2 separate regions of the Mus musculus genome follow, and region 1 is linked to region 2. A link is a contact called in public Hi-C data. All regions are on one chromosome and are shown on one strand. The core of a region is the stretch at or near the end of the contact, and the rest is flanking DNA. Distances in the headings are between cores, read along the strand shown.

Region 1 (6,740 bases), core at 1,117-3,616, 1.4 Mb after region 2:
TGGAGGCAAAGCCTCATGCCCTACCCTACATCTCCTATCACCTTCCTCCTATCACCTTCCATGATGACACCAAACAATGGAAGGCCATCCCTCTTCTGTTGAATTAGCCATACTTCAGGAACAGTGCCTAGCCTAGCTGCTTTCTGTTGCTATAGCAACATCCTCTGACCAGAAGAAACTTGGGAAGGAAACTGTTGATTGGTTTACACTTCTGGATCACAGCCCATCATTGAGGAAGTCATCAGAGACCACCGAGGAGCACTGCTACTCAACTGCTTGTTCATACAACCCAGGCCCACCTGCCCAGGGGTAGGAATGCCCACAGTGTCAGTAATTAAGAAAATGTCCCCACAGACTTGTTTACAGGCCAATCCTCTACGGTAGAAACATTTTCTTAATTGAGGCTCCCCCTTCCCAGATGACTCTAGCTTATGTCAAGCCAGCAAAGAAATCGACCAACACAACTGAGCCCTTGTCAGCTTGACACGCACATATATCACTGTTTTATCGAAGCGTGCTATGGCTAGCTTTGTTAAACCAAGGGTGGTAGCATGTTTCATAGTTACAGGCTGGAGCCCAGGAGCTCTCCAAAAAATATATATGAAAAATACATTTTCCCAAAAGATAAATTGAAGTTTTCCCCCAAAATGGAAATACCTAACGAGGCCAAAAGGATCTTGCGGATATTTTAATTCACCTTACTCCCTACAAATAAAGACACACCTTGAAGACGCGAAGAACCAAATGTAGCAACTGACAGTTTAACAATTACTTAACAGCCAGAAATAGCTGCTGAGAAGTGGCCAAGGTTCTTAGCCTCATTATATCATGGATGGCCTGTCGGCCTGTCAGCTGGGGCACTATGGCTCAGATGCAAACCAACTGGCTTTCCCAGTCAGCAAGGCCAGTGCCTCTGTCTACACTCCCCATCACTAGATCACGCAGGCAGAGCATTATGGGAGTTTAAAAAATAGAGTTATTTTCCCTCTACTCTACATGTATTTGTAGTTGTTAAGTTTGGAACTGAAAGGAACTTTCTACTGCTTTCAAATGTTATCTATGTAACTATTTTTCCTCACTAAAATAACTTTCCCTTAATATGTGCTACAGTTTGGTACATGTGTGTCCCTCAAGGACCAATGTGTTTTTATACAGTTCTTTTGTGTTCTTAATGCTATTGAGAGGTATGGTAGAGATTTTAAGAGGCAGAACCTAGCAGTGGGGGTCTTTAGGTCATTGGGGGAAGGGCTTGGGGGATCGTGAGCTCTAAGCTGCTGTCTCCCTTTTGCCTTTACAGCTGATGAATTTCAGTGGATTTACACTAGCATTTACTCCCACCACCATGCGCTCCTCGCCAAAGGCCCAAAGCAACTCAAACCATTCATCATGAACTAAAATGCCCAAATTGAGTCAAAAATAATCACCTTTTCCCCTTTATGATCTGGTTGTCTCTGGATGACAAGGAAGTGAGTTCTTTACTTCAGTATCTTGGTCTCTCTGATCTTCAGAAAAAAGAGTTATGTATCAATCCAGCCTCGCGGGCTTGAACACATGGTCTCCAGCCCGTAAAGGTTAAGGCGTGGGGCAGTCCTTGGAGGGAGGAGCTAGGTCACTGGTGGGTATGCCTTGAGCATTTGCTGCCCCTACTTTTTACCCTAGTTTTGCTTCCTGATCAACCATGATATGAACAAGCAGCCTCACGCGTCTGCAGCCGTCAGAGCCGTTCCAACCACTATATCTTCCCTGTACCAGGCTGAAGAACAAAACCTGGGCTTTCCCAGTTGTCATGGCGAGATGCTAAGGCCCCTGCAGCATTCTATGGGGGACCCGTTGATAGGAGAGCAAGGCTTGTTCCATGAACCTGAGCGTGAAGGTCACACAAAAAAGAGAGGGGATAAGCCAAACGTGAGCATGGGCGTCTTGTTGCTCCCAAGACACGGGTGATGAACCTTGGCCTTCAAGGAGATTCAAGACCTTAAACGGCAGCCTGGGGAAGAGGTTGCGAAAGGGCAGACTAGGAAAGAATCACTGTCACAATGGCAATAGGGTCCTAGCGATAGCAAAGGTAGAAATTGGAAAGAGTGCCTGAAGACATTCCATGACACACACAGGCCTGGGACTCTTAAAAGGTCACTTGTTCAAGCATCTTCTTAGCAACCACAGACCACAAGCACATCAGATCTCACCATACCTGGTGAACAGGATCCCCAGCAGAATGGGGACCCCACTTTCCCCCATCCGCTCCCCCAGCTCCTCTTTCTCTCCCCTACTGCCATCTGGAAGTCCACTTGAAACACCCACACTGTCCCCATGGCGCTGCGCTTCCCTCCGCTCAAAGACAGACGGACTCCTGTTACAGAGTCCCTCCTCCCCCTCCTGACATTAAGCCTCCTATCCTAGGATTTGTGCCACTCTGAGCCAAAGCACACCCCCAGGTCCTATGGCCTATCCAGGTATCGTGCTCCAAATCTAATCCATGGGGTGGAAAAGGAAACCACAAATTTGGAATAATGTACCAAGTATTTGATTTTAAGGATATGACAAGAATGGAAAATTTTGGAGAGCATTGTAGATACTATTTATAACGAGCATTTGTTAGCAACAAAGTATCATCGTTCCCTAGACTTTCTGTGCTAAGGAAACAAGGAAGGAAGGAAAAAGAAAAGAAAGGAGATAGGTAGCCTTGACTTTGTATGCCTTAGTCAATCTATGCGAAAGCTCAGACCAGAGATACCCAGTGGCAAGCCTTAGGGTGGAAGAGCATGAGAAGCAATAGAGCACCACGCCCAGGACAGAACAATGGGGTCCTGAAGGGACAAAGGAAGAGTTCTGGTTCTCATAGGCTTTCAGGGACGTGGAGGGGCAGAGCTCCATACTGTGTGACCTCTATGCTCAGTGGCACAGGTCACAAGGGACTGCCATAAACAAAGGCCTAATTTGAGGCTGCCTTGTGCTTGCCCAAGGTGATTTGGCTTAGCAAAAGCATGCTTGTGTGTCACACACAGTAGATCAACCCTAAAAGCCTTGAAAGACAAATGTGCAGAGATGAAAGAGTTCTGGGGATGCCCAGCAGTGACAGTCACACAACGCTGTGATTGTGTTAATACCAGAGAACACTGAAAAAGTTACAACGAAACATTTTTTGTCCTACATATTATATCTTTTTATTGATTATTTTATTTATTTACATTTCAAATGTTATCCCCACCTCTTCCTGGTTTCCTCTCCAAAAAAAACTCTTATCCCATCCTCCCCTTGCCCTCCTTGTTTATATGAGGATGCTCCCCCACCCATCCACCCACCCACTCCTGCCTCACTGCCCTAGAGCATTCCTCTATGCTGAGGCAGCAAGCCTCCACAGGACCAAGAGCCTCCCCTCCCATTGATGTCTGACAAGGCCACCCTCTGTTACCTATGCGGCTGGAGGCATGGGTCCCTCCATGTGTACTCTTTGGTTGGAGGTTTAGTCCCTGGGAGCTCTGGAGGTCTGGTTGGTTGATAGTGTGGTTCTTCCTATGTGGTTGCAAACCCGTTCAGCTCCTTCAGTCCTCCCCCTAACTCCTCCATTGAGGTCCTGGTGCTCAGTCTGATCTTAATGTAAAATATTATAGCTAAAATGTTTGCATTAATTTTCTTAAGTAAAATCAAGTTTGATCTGCATTTATTTTCCTTGGAGGCCAAGAAATGGAAATGGGCCCCTTTCACTTGGCATGACTTTCCCGATTCTCATCCATTTCTTTTTTAACAAAGTGTCTGCTATTGTATCAGTCTCCAATGTTTTTGATCCTGAAATGTTGACAGACATTGACGCTATAATAATAAAAGTAATTGTGCAAACAGGTTCTCTAAATTTTTCTCAGAACGATTTATTCTTTACAAGAGTAACGGTCCCTTTAACTGAGGCTGGGCACAGACATAAGGCTCTCGATGGAACAGGCAGGTGGGTAGGTATCCTTTACTGGAGAAGTTGAGCTTTGGAATAGTGAGAAAGCCCCACCCCTTCTCTAGGTCTCCGACACAATGTAAACAAATGAATTGGTTCAAATGAAATACTCCAGGACCCGCGAACACTGGATGTGATAACACTGTAAAATACTTCCTACGTTGAGAGCGTCTGCCCTGAGTTCACCCCAGCTCTTAATTTCTTTTATTCCATCCTAAAATACTTGTCCCCAGTTTGCTTTTAAGGGCACTAGGCTAGGTGCTTTCTCTTAAGTTATAATGTAGAAGCCACCATTGCCCTGTGAAAAGAAAAACATCTCCACTTAAAAGCCTGTTCTAAAGGTAAGGTTGGAAGAGGTTAAATAAATTACCCATTAACTAAGACGGAAGCTAGAATCTGGTGGCTGCAGAAGGTATACTCCTAACAGAGTCATGGTTTTGAGAAAGCATGGAGACTAGGTAAGCCTGTGTTGAAGGAGGTGTCTCCACTCTGGCGCTCTTGGTATAGCCCTGAAAGTAGCAGCTAACTCACTTCTTGTGTGTTTGTTTGGGAGGCAGTGTGTCCCGGATGGCTAGGCTGGCTTACCTGTCAGTCCTCTGCTGACTTACAGTATAACTGTACTGACTGATTTTGTGTCAACTTGACCCAAGCTGGAGTTATCACAGAGAAAGGAGCCTTCCTTGAGGAAATGCCTCCATGAGATCCACCTGTAAGGCATTTTCTCAATTAGTGATCAAAGAGGGAGGGCCCCTTGTGGGTGGTGCCATCCCTGGGCTGGTACTCTTGGGTTCTATAAGAGAGCAGGCTGAGCAAGCCAGGGGAAGCAAGCCAATAAGAAACATCCCTCCATAGCCTCTGCATCAGCTCCTGCTTCCTGACCTGCTTGAGTTCCAGTCCTGACTTCCTTTGGTGATAAACAGCAGCATGGAAGTGTAAGCTGAATAAACCCTTTCCTCCCCAACTTGCTTCTTGGTCATGATGTGTGTGCAGGAATAGAAACCCTGACTAAGACAATAACTAAGCACTCAGATCCTCAGAGCTACTTCATTAAGCTTCTTTCATGATCTGTTCATTATGAGCCAGGTATACAATGAGAAGAGGCCAGGGACACGCCCTGCTGGATGTGTCACTTGAAGGATGACACCTGAGGGTCGAAAGCCTGCAACCATTTTTTCACAATGTGCTGTCCTACCTACTGGGTGTAGGGATGGGAGGTCAGGAGTTATATTTACATAGCCTCTCTCAGTCCTTGCCGGTCTGTACGGCTCTGGGTGCTTGTTCTTTGGCCCAAGCTTTGGAGCAGGACCCTTCATCTTACCACAGATTTGGCTCCATGACAGATTCTCTGTTTTTCCATGTGAGCATTTATGCCATGGGAAAAACAAGAGCAACTTGAAAGTGTCAAGAAGATTCTCACGGGGTCTGGAGCAATGGCTCAGTGGTTAAGAGCACTGGCTGCTCTTTTGAAGGTCCTGAGTTCAAATCCCAGCATCCACATGGTGGCTCACAACCATCTGTAATGAGATCTGATGCCCTCTTCTGCTGTGTCTGAAGACAGTATCTAAGTATTATGTGTACTTACATATAATAATAAATAAGTCTTAAAAAAAAAAAAAGGACTGGCTACTCTTCCAGAGGTCCTGAGTTCAATTTCCAACAACCACATGGAGGTATACATGTAGATAAAGCACACATATACATTAAATGAATGAATAAATAAATAAGACTTCTACATACTAATAATAAGTAAGATTTTTTAAAAAGACTCAGTCTCATGGCTGGCAAGATGGCTCATGGGGTTAAGGAACTTGTTGCCAAGCCTGACATATAATCACTGTCACGCATGCACACACACATACACACATACACACACACACACACACACACACACACAAGTAAACAATGCACTTTATTAAAATGCAGGCTCATTCTTTATCCTGCTATAGCATGCCACCATGATGACTCACCCCACACGGGCATAAATCCTCTCCTACCCCAGTGTCAAGCACTAAATATGAGCAGCATGGTCCATGCCCTGCAAGATCCTACATCCTTTTTAGCTGACTGCATTGCTGTGCTAGGAATCTAACAATAGTCTCTCCAGGGATTTGAAGGCTCTGTCAATTGCCATAACACAAATACTTCCACGGTGCTCAATCCTGAACTACTATTCACCAAGCTCCTGAAGTTCCAACACTCTTATGCCAAGAGCTGATGGAAACCGGAGACAACTGTCCATTCTCGGTCCTCTGTAGCACAGAGGCAGAAAACCCGCAACCATATTCCTCCCAGCAAGCATCCCTGCCTATCTTCACAGTGTCCTTGTCTCCTAATGGGAATGCACTGCATCTCTCCCCTTCTACTCAGAACAGCAAGCTGCATGGTCTAGATGAACAGCTTTGCATTAAGGCACAGACTGCAAGTTATGCAAGGTACTGAGCCTGATGTTTGGACTGGGATTGTGTTTTGGTGTGTGTGTGTGTGTGTGTGTGTGTGTGTGTGTGTGTGTGTGTGTGTGCTCTTTTGAGTAGGGGGTCTTCTTAAGTAGCCCAAGTTTGCCACGTAGCTTCTGTTGTTTCTATGGAGTCCATTCAGTTTTTTAAATTATTACTATAGTGTTTTATTCCTAAAACCCCCAGTTGGTTCCTTTTTCCCCTCAGTATCTCCTATTTGCTGAAACTATCTTTTCCTTCATTTTAGGGATGTTTGCCCTTACTGCTTAGAGCTTTTTGCTAACCACAGCTCTAAACTTTGTTAGATAATTCTGACCCTGGCACATCTCTGCTTTAGTGCTTCT
Region 2 (6,634 bases), core at 2,053-4,552:
GGTCTGGTGAATGTAACATACAGTTCAGGCTGAGTAATGTGACAGATTCTCTGTGTGCCTTACCATAAGTAACAATGAAAGAGTGATACGGTACACTGAAGATGCAGACCCTTCTTGTACTACACTGGGTCCTGGCAGGAAAGCTTTCCTTGTGCTGCTTTTCACGTCACATAGAGCTAGCTCCCTACATTAAAAGCTCATCAGCATGCTGTAAAAATAGCCAGTTTTATATTCAATGTCATTTTGGTCTTCACAGGAAATCATATCCAGAGCCTCCATGTGTGATAGAAACTCTTTTGTTTATGATATGTTGGACTTTTAATCTTACATTTCACGTATGAAAGCCTACACTTTATAAAATTATGGGCACTTATACATGTGAGCAGATACAATGCCAGTGACACTGCGCTGCCTCCTGGGAATGCAGAGCGAGAGGCAGGAGGGTGACGTGGCTCAGGTCCCCATGGTTATGTATCTTCTGTTAAAAGGCGATCGCATGAACAGTAGCGTGCACAGCTGTCAGGGATGGAGTTTTGGTTTTCTCTGCCACTTCACTTGCCCCTTGACTTTGGGCGAATCATGTTCCTCGTCTGTAGAATGCCAGGTGATAGTTTCAAATGTCCCCGCTGACCACAAAAGCCACTCTAAGCATATAAAGTGCCATCAAGAAAACATCTCAAGTAGCCTAGGCAAGAGCCCCCAGGACAGGGTTTCTTCTTTTGCAGGCTCTCACACCCACAGTGACTAGCTGCACAACAGAACCTCATTCTGTGAAAGTGTTTACTGACAGGAGACATGAGAGGCCCCAGGATTTTACAGAGCAGGGAACTGAAATTTCAGAACAGCTAAGGATGGCCAAAATCTCTGCAGACTGGAGGAATTTTAGAGACCATGAAGGCATTAGAGGAGTTGGGGGCAGGGAGTGTCTTATAATTTGAGGTAAGGTTTTCCAAACTTTCCAGCCCTCCAACTGGAATTGCACACTGTACTACCACTGGGGCAAATGTTTAACTATAGACAGGATAATGACCAGAGCTCAGCCTTTCTTTCTTCCACACTGGAGATGGAACTCAAAGCCCTGAGCTTGACTGACAGGCATGTGACCTACCACTGTGCTCCACAGCCCACTCTCTTTTCCAATCACATTTATCTATTTTATGTGTGTGCATGTACATGTGTGCTATGAAGCATGCATAGAGGTCAAGAGACAATTTGCCCAAGTTGTCCCTTTCTGTTATCCTGTGAATTCCAGGCATCCATCTTAGGTTTTCAGGCTTGCTGGTAAGTGCCTTTACCATGAGTTTCATGGTGGGTCCCAGTCTTTCTCTTTTCAGGATGAAGAAGGTCAGACCAACAGAGCCTTGGACCTTGTCTGACTGCAAACTGGAGGGGGATTTGGAACAAAAGCTGGCCCACTGGCCCAACCAATCACCCACTGAAAATGGGTTTGAGGCCACCAAGGGCCTCTGGCATATTCTGTGAGGTTATCTGTGTGTGCAAGGAACCTACAGTAATGTGCAAAACAAACCTTGTCGGTGGTTGTTTCCAAGGACAGACTTGTGCCCTGAATGTCCCTCTTCCAGTGTGACTTAAATCTTCATGGAGACACTATTACTGTGCCTGGAAGGTTCTGTGACTCTGACCCTTACACCCCAACGACAGCAGAAGAAATATTGCACGGCACTAGAAGTAATGTGACTTCTGCCTGGCTCATTCTTAGAATTCTAGACCTGGGAAGCTGCCATGCTATGAGGAATCCCAGGCTACAGGGAGAGCTCCCACTTGTGGTCTGGCTGAAATCCCTGGCCTGGCCCCCAGCTGCCAGCCAGCACCAGTTGTCTGACAATTGAATAAGAGGACTTGGGGCTCAGCTTTTGGGTCCCTGATCATTGTATTTGTATTTCAGCCATGTTTGGATTTCTGACCTGGAGAAGTAGAGTATGGTATAAAATGAAGATTCTTACTGCAATCCACCATCAGACAGGTTGTTTATTATACAACAATAATGGGTATTCACGATCCTTGAGATAAGAGTCTACCTTACATTTGTTATTTTAACTTCTACTACTCTTCCATTCCACACTTTCTTCAACTGTTTATGGAGAAAATAAAAAGCCACGTTTAAACGTTTTCTCCTTTAAATTTGAAAAATAACATTCTTTGTATCAAAAGATAGTGTTACACCTCTTTGGGACTATAGCCACACCCAGATTTTAAGGGTATACTACACAATAGCAGTTCAGTCATCTTCTGTTTTACACAGTCTTTATTCACTATAGAGTCCCTAGGCATCTTGCCCTCCCCAGCCCCCATATCTCACAGTCTGCAGGTCAGTGCTATCTTCTACAGCACCCCCTGATCCTGTTCTGCATGGTTCACCATGGTCTACTCATTCTAGGTATTTCCTGCTCAGCATTTCATGGACCTCCAAGGAGCTGAGATGCCCCACGCATTGTTTCAGGGCAGAAAAGACCAGCATGTTCCCACTTCATGTTCACACTGACAGACTTCAAGAGACTCAAAAGACATCTGTTAGTGCACTAAGGCCTTCAGTGCCTACACTGAAGGGTCTAGAACTTACACTTCAAGCAGACTTTTGGGGGCTGGTTTAAGTAGGTTTTGCTGGTGATGTTCAGGATTCTGATCTCATTGATGTAATATATTGGTGGTAGTAGGCCAACATTATTGAAAGGCTGACTGTAACAACAGCAGGACCCATTTTAAAGATACTTTGAGCATAGCTTTGATCTTGAGATGCAGGCTGATGGGGCCTTGGTCTAGGCGGCTCAGAAAAGCACACAGTGAGAATCAAGCCAGAAAGGAGAAACTGCCTCTGTCATACTTCTAGAGTGCTATGGTGTCTGCAATCTTAAAAAACAAAAAACAAGGCAGTTGTCCATTTATTGGGGGAAATTTTTGCCTCAGAAAATCCTGATTTATGAAGAATTACTAAAGAATTCACCAACATAAAACAAACTTTTGGCCAGCAGATGGCAGTAAAGGACCTTGGAAGTGAGTCCAGCAGTGCGTTCTGAAATGCTGGCAGGTAGCTCTTAACAGCTATTGTATAAGTGATTTATGTATTTGGATTCTGCTCAATGTTATATATGCATTACTGAATAAAACATTCACAGTGTATTTTCTAGCAGCAGCTGAGCTCCAATTCCAAGGTTCTGAGGCCTAATTCCCAAGGCTCAAAGGAGCCCCTGACATCAAATTGCTTTTCTTCCCTGAAGAGCTGCTCCACACCCCAGAAAAAGAAATGCTTAGAGCAGGGAGAGAGATTTGATGTGACCGCATCCTCAGAGCAGCTTACCCACTGAGGGAGGACGTGCGAGGAAAGCAAATGCCTGTCAGGCATTTCCTTGAGGCATAGCCGGTTGTTTCCTTCTCAGCACACGTCACACCCTAGCCTTGGGAGAGGAAATGCCTGACTCAGTTTCCACAAGGAAAAGTGGTTATGTTTTGGAGACTCATGCCAAATAAACTACTTCATGATTTTCTCCATCTTTTCCAGAGAACCCCAGCTACCCACAGCCACAGGAGCTGGGAAATCGAATTGTTCCAAACAACAGAGTTAGAGCTATGTAAATGCAGGAGCAGGGATCTGCCTGGGCGCTGGTGTGTACCAGTCAGCCTGGTGCCTGGCATGATGTGATTGTGTGGTGGTCACAGTGCTAGTGCAGGCCACAAGGCCAATGCCGTGCCTCAGCTCCAGGGAAAGGCTCCCAGAGAAGGAAAATGTCTTATTTAGAACAACGAGAGGCAGAAAGTCAGGCTCTCTTTTCTGGCAGGGAGACAGCATCTATAATCAGGGCAGACCAGGTACATCCCTGTGGGAAACACCAACCTGCTATTTCAAACATGTGGCTAACTGATAGTTAAGCGCTTTTCATTTACATGACATTTCATTACACACACATACACACACACACACACAGAGGAAAGACAATGCAGTTATCGCTATCAGTGTTAAGAGCTCACATCTGACCATTTTCTGTAGGCCAGGTGAACGCCAACCATTCTTACTGCATCACTGCAGGTGGGTTGTACAGCTGTTCTACACAGTCGACCCCGTTAGCCTCATTTTGTAGAAGAGGAAGCTGAGGACTATGAAATGCCTTGATATTCCATGGCATATACCATGGATATACCAAGGAGTCAGAACTGAAACGGTGAGAACTAAGACCCAGAGTCTTCCTAATTCCTGCCAGTGCTCTTCATCACTGTGACAGGGAGGGTGATAGCCGTGGTATTTCTCAGTGACAGCGAACACTTTCTTGTCCACAGAGTTTTTAAAAAAAGCTTCATCTACAGGAAAAGCAATAGGTGGGGGAAGAAATCACAGGAGAGATTGCTGTGAAGGAGCAGAAAATTCATTTCATGCCAACATTCCTTATGCATACTAATAGGAAATGCTACAGAACACCAGAAACTCACCAATGCCTTTACTAAATATTATTTATTAATAATCATAAAAATAAATGAGACTAGCTATGGTCTCATTTATCCCCATGGCTTCATTACCAATGCTCTCATGGTATTGACTGCCTGACCCGAGCTCCCTCTTGACCTCTGACGTAATCAGCATGTACATGATCCCTACCCCCACCCTTTCCTTGGCCATCATCCCTTCCGCCAGCACTCAGAGCTCTGGCTGGTCCTCTACCTGGAAATTATGCCTCCATTATCAACTCTCTACAATTACATTTTCTTGGTACCGTAATCTCTCTAACATATACATTTTGTATTATCACTTCAGTGACTGAAATATTTTAATTCCCTCTTACTGCGTATGTGTTTCCAACACTGTATTCTACCCACCTCCCTGGGCTAGAGCATAGGACGTCTCACACACGCCTGTATCACTTACTGCTTGCTAGTTTAATGGCACAGTGGTAGCATCCTCGCCCTCTTCAGTCCTAGTAAGCAAATGCCAGACACTGCTGAGGCTGCCTTGATTATGTCCTGTCCTTAGGGTTAGACTTTACTGGAAACATAGCCTGTGCCAGGTATAGTATTTATCATGCAAAAATCCTCTAAAAGAGACACTGTGCTCTTCATTTTTATCAGTGAAAACTGAAATGCTGAGGTCTTGTCCAGGGTGACAGGATCCACAGTCAACTGCATGCTCCACTACTGCCACCAGCAAATACCTGCTGTGTGTACTGCGCCCAGGTCCTGGAGCCCCTGCAATGGACCCACTCTGGCACATGATGCTGTTGATGACCTGCTCTAGGCTGTTCTCTCTCTCTTTCCACTTTCCCCTCAGAGTGCTAGAACGTTCAAGCTCTCATGTGCCCAGGGAAGTCCGTCTTCCTGTAGCCCTGTGCCTTCAGTTTTGACTGATATGAACAGAGTAGTTGCCTAGGGAATGGCCTGGGCACAATTCTACAACACAACTGCTAACAAAACTAGTGTAGAGGGCACTAGTGTTGGGACCCTTAGAATATCTTCATCCCCCTTTAGGGGACACAGCCATGCTTTAAAAACTGCACATGACACACATGACACACACACACACACACTACACAGAAAGAATATGTATGTGTCATACTGTACCTCATAAATACGAATGATTATTATGTGCTATAGTGGAGTGGTTTCTTCAGGGTTAGACAGAGCTGCTGTGGTGACCTACACAGGACTGACTACAGGCATGGCAATGAAATACGCAGAATCACAGTTGATAGTGGGGTCTACAATGGCAAGGCTACTAACATTCCCTTGTGGAAGGAGTGGGCAAGTAAGGGGATCTCACCTGACTATGGCTCCTTCCTGCCCCAGCTGAATTGAGGGTGCTGCCTGAGCACAGAGGTAAGGTTGCCCGTCCAGGGACTTCTTCATGGTGTAGCTGCTGATGTCATGCATGCTCCTGTAAGTAACCCTACGGAACCCATTGGTCACACAGCTGGACTTGCCAGACCCCCTTCCTTGATGTATTGGTGCCCTCATTATTAATGGTGAATATGTATCTCCAGGAAAACTCAGACAACATGTGTCAATTAAAACAAGTAATAAAATAGCAAGACATGACGAGTTTTTCTGTTTTGACTGATGGAGATTGCGAAGTTGAAGCCATCAGGTTTCCAATATTAACTATCCCAAGACTTCGTATCATAGAAAAACTGTAACATTCTTATATCAGAAATTTGATGGAGGAGAGGGAAAGGGCAGAGCACAGTCACTTTTGACCAATTTGCAGAAAGGCACCAAGATCAGTTTGAATGATCCTGTCATCATTTGTCCTCTGGAATCATGCTGTGACCTGCTCTGAGTTATTGCCCTGTTCTAAGTTATTCTGTATTGTGAGAAACAGTGGCTTTTTAAAGTGGCTTTCAGGCTGTGCCCTGGCTGACTCTACTTTACAAAGAAGCGGTTGGCTACATTTTGAGTGCAAACGCTGCAGCAGAATGACTGCACCTTGCCTGTGATAGACACCGCCCCCTGCACAACAGAAGCCCCGAGGAAGGGACTTTTCCCTACTTCTTCATGTAGGTCAGAGCGCTATTACATATGAACCGACTGAAGGAGACTGCGAGCATGCAGGTACTGGCCACATTAGCATCCTATCAGAAAAGCCCGGTCCATGACAAGAGAGCAGGGCAGCTCCCTCACCTGGATATCCCAGAAA

The links. A called contact is a pair of places that touch in the nucleus more often than the background predicts.
Region 1: a Hi-C map of cerebral cortex shows a contact between it and region 2, with 5 times the contacts expected there. The contact joins two enhancer-like sites. A contact is called at or near these places in 7 of 484 Hi-C or Micro-C datasets (cerebellar granule neurons, cerebellum, cerebral cortex and 3 more), 1 of 115 datasets of contacts at active chromatin or transcription factors (large pre-B cells) and 1 of 9 other capture datasets (embryonic stem cells).

The regions. Positions count from the first base shown.
Region 1 is chr13:37,422,780-37,429,519 of GRCm38.p6, forward strand. All of the region lies in intron 1 of Gm4035 (predicted gene 4035), which reads right to left. Among named protein-coding and RNA genes, the nearest start is that of Gm4035, 9.0 kb to the right of the region's middle. Within about 2 kb of position 2,367, at least 9 of the 459 cell types and tissues checked have an H3K27ac peak or open chromatin away from gene starts, as enhancers often do. A contact at or near this core is called in cerebral cortex, where this site is marked.
Region 2 is chr13:36,016,434-36,023,067 of GRCm38.p6, forward strand. The region is part of intron 2 of Lyrm4 (LYR motif containing 4); the gene reads right to left. Among named protein-coding and RNA genes, the nearest start is that of Ppp1r3g, 52 kb to the left of the region's middle. Within about 2 kb of position 3,303, at least 43 of the 459 cell types and tissues checked have an H3K27ac peak or open chromatin away from gene starts, as enhancers often do. A contact at or near this core is called in cerebral cortex, where this site is marked.